Regions from separate parts of the Mus musculus genome. Here region 1 is linked to region 2. Evidence: chromatin contacts called from public Hi-C data. All regions are on one chromosome and are shown on one strand. The core of a region is the stretch at or near the end of the contact, and the rest is flanking DNA. Distances in the headings are between cores, read along the strand shown.

Region 1 (3,010 bases), core at 297-2,796, 610 kb after region 2:
TGGAGGTGCTCTGTACCTGAAGGCAGAAATAAGAATGGGGAGGGGGGAGGATACAAGAAGTAGCAAGCCCCCGTGTACCAACCACACCTAGAAAATCACAACGAGTTGTTTTCACGAATCCATTTGCGAGACGGCAGTGAACAGGAAGCCATTCTTATCACTAGATCCCTGTGTGGTGTGACAGCAGCTGGTTCCCCTGCCCTGCCAGCAAATAAGACCTCCAAATCCTCCCAGAGCGCGGCAGGTAGCATCCGTGTGCGGCAGAGCATTTAAATTCACTCGGCACTCCTCTGTAAAAGGCCACCATTGACCGGTACATGGCACTGCCAACCAACATCACCTAAACAGATGGAATAACTGCCAATGGAATTTGTGTTTTAATCACATTAATGTATTTGGCAGGGAGATCCACCTAAGTACACATTTCAAAGTCTGCCTTTGATCTGAGCCCCTTTGGGGCATTTTCCATGACTGATAAACTCCTCCTCTGAGTTCATAGACAAATGATGGAAATTGTGGGTTTTTTTTGGTTTTTTTTTTTTTTTTTTTTAAGAAAGGGAGAAGGAAGCCAGACACCCACGTCCCATCTGGCCTCTCCGTCTCTTGGGGGATGAGAAGCTCCGAGATTCAGGACATCTCACTCTCCTCTCACCTGCCTGGGCAGCTCCCTAAGAAGGGCTCCCTGAAAAGGACACTACTGCCCACCCAGTCCCTTCTCCCCCTTGAACACAGAGACACACATACATGCTTGATACAGAATCCACGGTCTCTGCGAGGCTCCTTCTGCTATTTTACAGACGCCTGTTTGGATGCTTGTGGAAAGCCTGCTGCCAACAGCTTCCCTCAGCATCTGCCCCTCTAGCCCATCACACATGTCTTGCTTAGCTTTCTAATATACCGTGATGGAAATCAGAAGCTGCGCTTTGAATGAAAACGCTCTAATTGTGCGATCATTCCTTCTAACTGTTCCACCGTGAGTCAGGCTCAGTACAGACACACAGACAAAACCAAGCCCTGTTGAACTTGGCAGTTTCCGCTCTTCCGGAGACGCAAAGGGCAGAAGGTCATAAGCAAAGTGTGATGGCTACTGAGGGGAAAAGCTGCTACATACAGATTCCCCGCTCAGACGCAGCTCCACCTTGCCTGCTCTTGAAATGGATCATCAGCTACGTCCCTTCCCCACTTAGGATAAAGAGATCTGAGGAGGTTTTTAATTCTCAGATGAATTTTCTTGTTTGTTTGTTTGGTGGATTTTCCCCCCTTCTTTCTCCTCCACAGAACACAACTAGCAAATGATTGGATCTTTGACAGAACAAAGGTATTTTTGATGGCTCTGTAATCTAGTGCGCTAATGTTCCCAGTCCCCTCATTGTCTTGCTGTCTGATCCTATCCCTTCTGCCAGACAGTCACTGCGGGATGAGTCACTTTTAATGTCTGATAATCAAGGTGAATTTTCAAAAAGCTGCCATTTTGGAATTATGCACTATATCCCAGTGTCAGGGACTAGAAAAGAAAGTGAAGGGATAAGGAAGGCTAAGATAGACACCTACTGTATGTTTGGAGAACTGCAGGACCCAGCCAACGTGGTACCAGATAAGATGTGTCTGGAGGGTCCAAGTCGATCAAGGCATACATGATGAGACAGAGACTATGTTAATTATAAATTAAAAATAACTTCTATGATAATGAAGATTATATGCACAGGAGAAAACGTCTTAGTTAAAACAGACTAGAAGGATAGAATTAAAACGCAGCCATTTGGGGCCATGGATTCTGTACCTACTGAATATATTGTGGTCTATTAAATAACCTAATACAAACTTAACATTTGAAAAAGAATAGAAGGGAATTGTAGTAGTCTCCGTGGAAGCTGTATTGTCTGCTGTCCTTACTTAAAGCGCTATCTGCTAAGAACATTACCTAGCTGATGAACACAGCCTCTCTCCAACCACGGAGATGAGATATTTCTAGAATCATTTAAAGAAATACCCACCCTACTCCCCAACAACAACAACAACAAACAAACAAACAAACAAAAAACCCACCAAGCCCAGTGAACTAGCCAGAGGGATGCTAAAAACCCAAGGCAAACAAAGGGTATCAGACACTCTTTCCGGGTTTTGGCTCTTCAAGTATAGGGTGGTCATTGTCTCCTCTGAGGTAATTAACTAGAGCCACGGCTCCAAATTGTAGACCTTGTTTTTCATTGTGGGCGTTGTGCTAAGTGGTGGGGTGGCTGAAGGAAGGCGATCTGAGCATAGCCCGCGAGTTCCGTTTATTATCTGGAGACGTGAGCACTATAAATAGAGCCAGGCTGTTTTGACTAGGGAAATGCTGTCCTCCTCACAGCCAGGGGATGCTGGGGAGCAGACGCTGAAGCTTCAAAGCTTTGTCCTGCTTTAGAAAAGCGTGAGGTTTTTCATGGCTGTTTCAGTGGCTGGTCGGAGAGTCTGCAGGCGCTTTATCTGTCCTGGGGGAAGGAAGAAATGGCATTTCAGAGGATGCTATTTTATACCTGTGATGGATGCTTACATGTGTTCTCCAACAGAGGCATCTAAATACCCTGGCATCCTCTGTGTACAAGTTGTATTTACAGATTATTACACTTATATTATCTACAGTGGTTACCACTAATCCTCTGTGTGTGTGTGTGTGTGTGTGTGTGTGTGTGTGTGTGTGTGTGTGTGTGTTGGGGGGGTAACAGAGAGACACACATATAAGCGCACACACATATGAGCACACATATGCTATAATCCCATAAAATGGCTATAAAATAGGCACATGAAGAAAATTTGTCGTTGCTGCATGGCTGTTATAGTGCACATAAAAGAAGATTTAAAAGCCAGAGAGTATTTGAGCTGTAAGCAAGTCCTTAGAGGTCATTTGGTACAGTCCTAATTGTAGTAAGATGGCAGAAAAGTGACTTGTCCTGTGACACTCAGTCAGAGGTCAGCAGGTGCCAGGCTAATGCCGAGGTCCTTTCTCTCAGCTCGGCACACATTTCTGTTG
Region 2 (3,412 bases), core at 630-3,129:
GGACGGTCTCTCCACAGGGCAAACTAACTCTAAAGGTTTTGCATCCAGTGCCCAGTGAAGCCTGAGATTGTGTCGATGGCTTCCTCTGGTGGCTGAAGGTTTGGGGTGTCTCATTTCAGGGGGCAGGTTAATTTCCAGCAGCCCACTACTGTGTGGCTCCCTTCTTTGGTGCTGGTCTCTGCAGTAGTCTGTTGAATCTCCCTCAGCTGTTGCGGACCAGCCTCCCTTTCTATCCTTTGGTCTATCTTTTATTTCTTCACTCCTCTGTGCTCCCAGAGTGCGCCATTCATGCGTGCATTTTGTTTATCCATCTCGCTGTATGCTAAACACCTTATGTATACTGACCACTTATTGTTCTGGAAGTATATCAGTGCACATAAGATAGCCCAATACAAACCCGTGCTCACACACACACATACACATATATACATATATATGTATATACACACACACATACATATGTGTATATGCACATACATATAAATACATGTATACATGTTTATACAGATATGCACACATGTATGTACTCACATCCAGATGCCTGCCCTCACAGCGTTTTCATTCTTTAGGGGAGAAGATAAGTTGCAGATCCCATGGCTAAATTTTGTGGTGGAAGGCAGTAAATGCTATGGAGAGAAAGAGCTCCTTGGTTCTTTCTTCAAGTTTCTGCATTTTGCATCCATGTTCTCTGCTTCCTCTCCTTTTAGCCTCTTTCATTCCTTCCTTCCCTTCCCTCCCTTCCCCTCCCCTTCCCTCCCTCCCCTCCCCTTTTCTCTCCCAACCCCTCAGTCTCTGGCTGAGCAGTGTAGACCGTCAAGGAGGAGGGGCTGCAGATACTGTAAATAGTCCTTTTACTTGCACGGCAGGATTGCTCCAGACGTTCCTATTGATTTTCGCTGGACTTAAAGCCTCACCTTTCCCTCTAATCATCCCATAATGGCTTTAGTATGAACAATCAGGTACAAATCGCCATAAATCTCCCCAGCCCCGGTCCACACACCCTCCACTCCCTCACCTCTCTCCATCCTCTCCAGTTTCCTCCTCAGCCCCTTCTCTTTCCTCTGACGGATTCTCATTCCTGGGCTAGCAAGTGGTCAGTCAGTTCCTGCCGACTGTGGACTCTGAGCTGGCACAGTCTCCCGTGTCCCTCTTGCGATTGTCAGCGGAGACCCCACACGAGGGAGACTCCTTGGCTCTCCCTGGTCTCCGCTGGGTTGATGTTTACGATTGGTCTTGCCTTAGCGCATCCTCAGGGAGCACTGTGTATAAGGAACAGTTTTAGAGAAAGGCAGTAGGGATATTGTGTTCTAGAAGTGACAGCTGACACCAGGTCCAGTGGACCAGGATTGGTTGGTATACTGAGTCTAAGCCAGATCCTCTATTCTGTGCATACGAATTCCTCACCGGACTGGCTTGATTTCGTGCCACAGTAGAAAGAATGCTCTTGGCAGTCAGGTTCAGTTGCAGGTATGACCTGAGTGGTGCTGACATGGCCAAGACAACCAGGTGGGAAAAGCCAGAGGGAGCCAGCATTTCTGAAGGACCTGGCAGTTAAGTTTGCACAAGGGAATCCTCCTGGCCACTGAAGGTCATATGTCACCTTATGAAGGGTCGCATAGACATGGACTGAAGCTGGGCTCTTCTCTCTTAAGAAATGGATCTCCCCTTAGATTGTAAAATGCACACGCTGACCACTAAGCCCTCATGCCACATCTTCCATGTGGTCCAGGGCTCCACTAAAGCCAAGCTCTTGGATTTGCTTCTGAAGGGTCAGGAAACACAGGGTTTACTGAGAACTCCTCACCCCCACTCCCCCAGCCCCACCCCATATCATGTCCATGGATCACACCCGAAAAGTCAACAGTGAGGCATTTTCTGAGGAACAGGTGTGAAGGAAACATTTTCTGCCCTATCTGCGCTGGTCACTCATGTAACTGGGCCATACTTACCTTATTTATTCTGTCGGCTTTTTGTTTGTTTGTTAGCTCAGGACAGAGCGATCGTGCTCCTGTTCAAAGCCACAAGTAGAAGAGCCCAAGATACTGAGGCAGAGGCTGGCCAGTTGGGACCAGCAGCTCTTTGGCTGGTGGCTCTCTGGAGTGATCAGCCTTGGTGTTTCAGAAGAGCTGCCCCAGGGTCAGGAAGCAAAGGTCTTTAGAGTCTGGTCTTATTAGTCCTTGGAGAATGAATGCCCTTCTGCTCGCCGAGGCTCTTTTGAGAGGCAGGGAGCTCTGCCACCCACCTTTGGATGACACAGATTATGAGTCCAGACCTTACTCCGGAGCCCTTGCCTTCCCTCCATGAGACTAAGATAAAGAGGGAGGGTTCCCTTCTCCTTGGTTTTCTTCAGAGCCTGGATTCGGGTGGGGTTTGGAGGTGGTTGGCGGGGGCCCTGGTGTGTCCCGTAGTAATGGAGATTGACTGCGTGCTACTTTTCCTCCTGCTAATGTAATCCATTAGCCCGGCACATGCATAATCAGTTTAGAGCACAGTTAACTGGATGTAATCAAGTTCTTTACTGTCTGCTAGAGAAACCGCTCCAGAAGCAGCTGACCTAGGGAGAGCACTCAGTCTGCCCAGCTCACCCCATCCTGCCCTGACCCACCCCTCCCCCTTCTTCTGCCCCACTTCCTGGCAAATTGTTCATGCTCAGCCTGGGCAAACTAAAAGTTTTTTTTTTGTTGTTTTTTTTGTTTTTTTAACTTTGTGTTTTGCTTTGTTGAGACAGTATCTTTTTTTTTTGAGACAGTGTAGCTTTTTGGGTCTCAGACCGGTCAGAACAGTCTTCAACTCACCGAGTAGTTGAAGAGGATCTTAAACTTCTAGTCTTCCTTTCCTGCCTCCACCTCCCATGTTGCACACGGTACAAGTGCACACCTTCACACAAAGTTTCATGAGGGACTGAACATTGGTCGTCATGCTAGGCTCCATTGGACATCAGGGTTGGCTCCACCAACTAGGCCGCATTCCTAGCAGCTGGAGTTAGCCGTCCTTTGCCGTAGTAGCTGGACTGCCTGCAGTTTGACCTCACAGTGGATCTCCAGTGTTCGTTCTTCCAACCAAGCCTTGCCATCTTCCCATCTTCCCTGTATGTTGGAGGTGACAGATCACGGGATCAGGAGTGTCACAGGCAGGCTTTGTCCTGTGGTCACTTCCCTGGGTGTCATGGGGGTTGATGTAGGTGCGGCAACCCTAATCTGAAAAAATCCCCAATCAGAAAGTTGAGCCAAAACATGTGGGTACTGCCAAAATGGCACCGAGTTCCCTCGGGCAGCGTAACTAAATCTGATGAATTTGTGTTTAGATCTCAGACCCAATCTAAACATAGGTCATAAGGTAAATAAAGATATTCCAGAATCAGGGGTAAAAAAATCCCCCAAGTACAAGCCATCTGGGTCCCAAGATTTCTGTG

The links. A called contact is a pair of places that touch in the nucleus more often than the background predicts.
Region 1: a Hi-C map of the N1E-115 cell line shows a contact between it and region 2, with 7 times the contacts expected there. The contact joins two enhancer-like sites. A contact is called at or near these places in 1 of 39 promoter capture datasets (hippocampal neurons), 12 of 484 Hi-C or Micro-C datasets (the N1E-115 cell line, adipose-derived mesenchymal stem cells, cerebellar granule neurons and 7 more), 4 of 115 datasets of contacts at active chromatin or transcription factors (embryonic basal ganglia, embryonic forebrain, embryonic stem cells and 1 more) and 3 of 9 other capture datasets (embryonic stem cells, embryonic tail and embryonic trunk).

Annotation. Positions count from the first base shown.
Region 1 is chr8:109,415,880-109,418,889 of GRCm38.p6, forward strand. It overlaps a transcript of Pmfbp1 not described here. Among named protein-coding and RNA genes, the nearest start is that of Gm35145, 44 kb to the right of the region's middle. Within about 2 kb of position 1,547, at least 67 of the 459 cell types and tissues checked have an H3K27ac peak or open chromatin away from gene starts, as enhancers often do. A contact at or near this core is called in the N1E-115 cell line, where this site is marked.
Region 2 is chr8:108,800,717-108,804,128 of GRCm38.p6, forward strand. All of the region lies in intron 3 of Zfhx3 (zinc finger homeobox 3), which reads left to right. Among named protein-coding and RNA genes, the nearest start is that of Zfhx3, 88 kb to the left of the region's middle. Within about 2 kb of position 1,880, at least 9 of the 459 cell types and tissues checked have an H3K27ac peak or open chromatin away from gene starts, as enhancers often do. A contact at or near this core is called in the N1E-115 cell line, where this site is marked.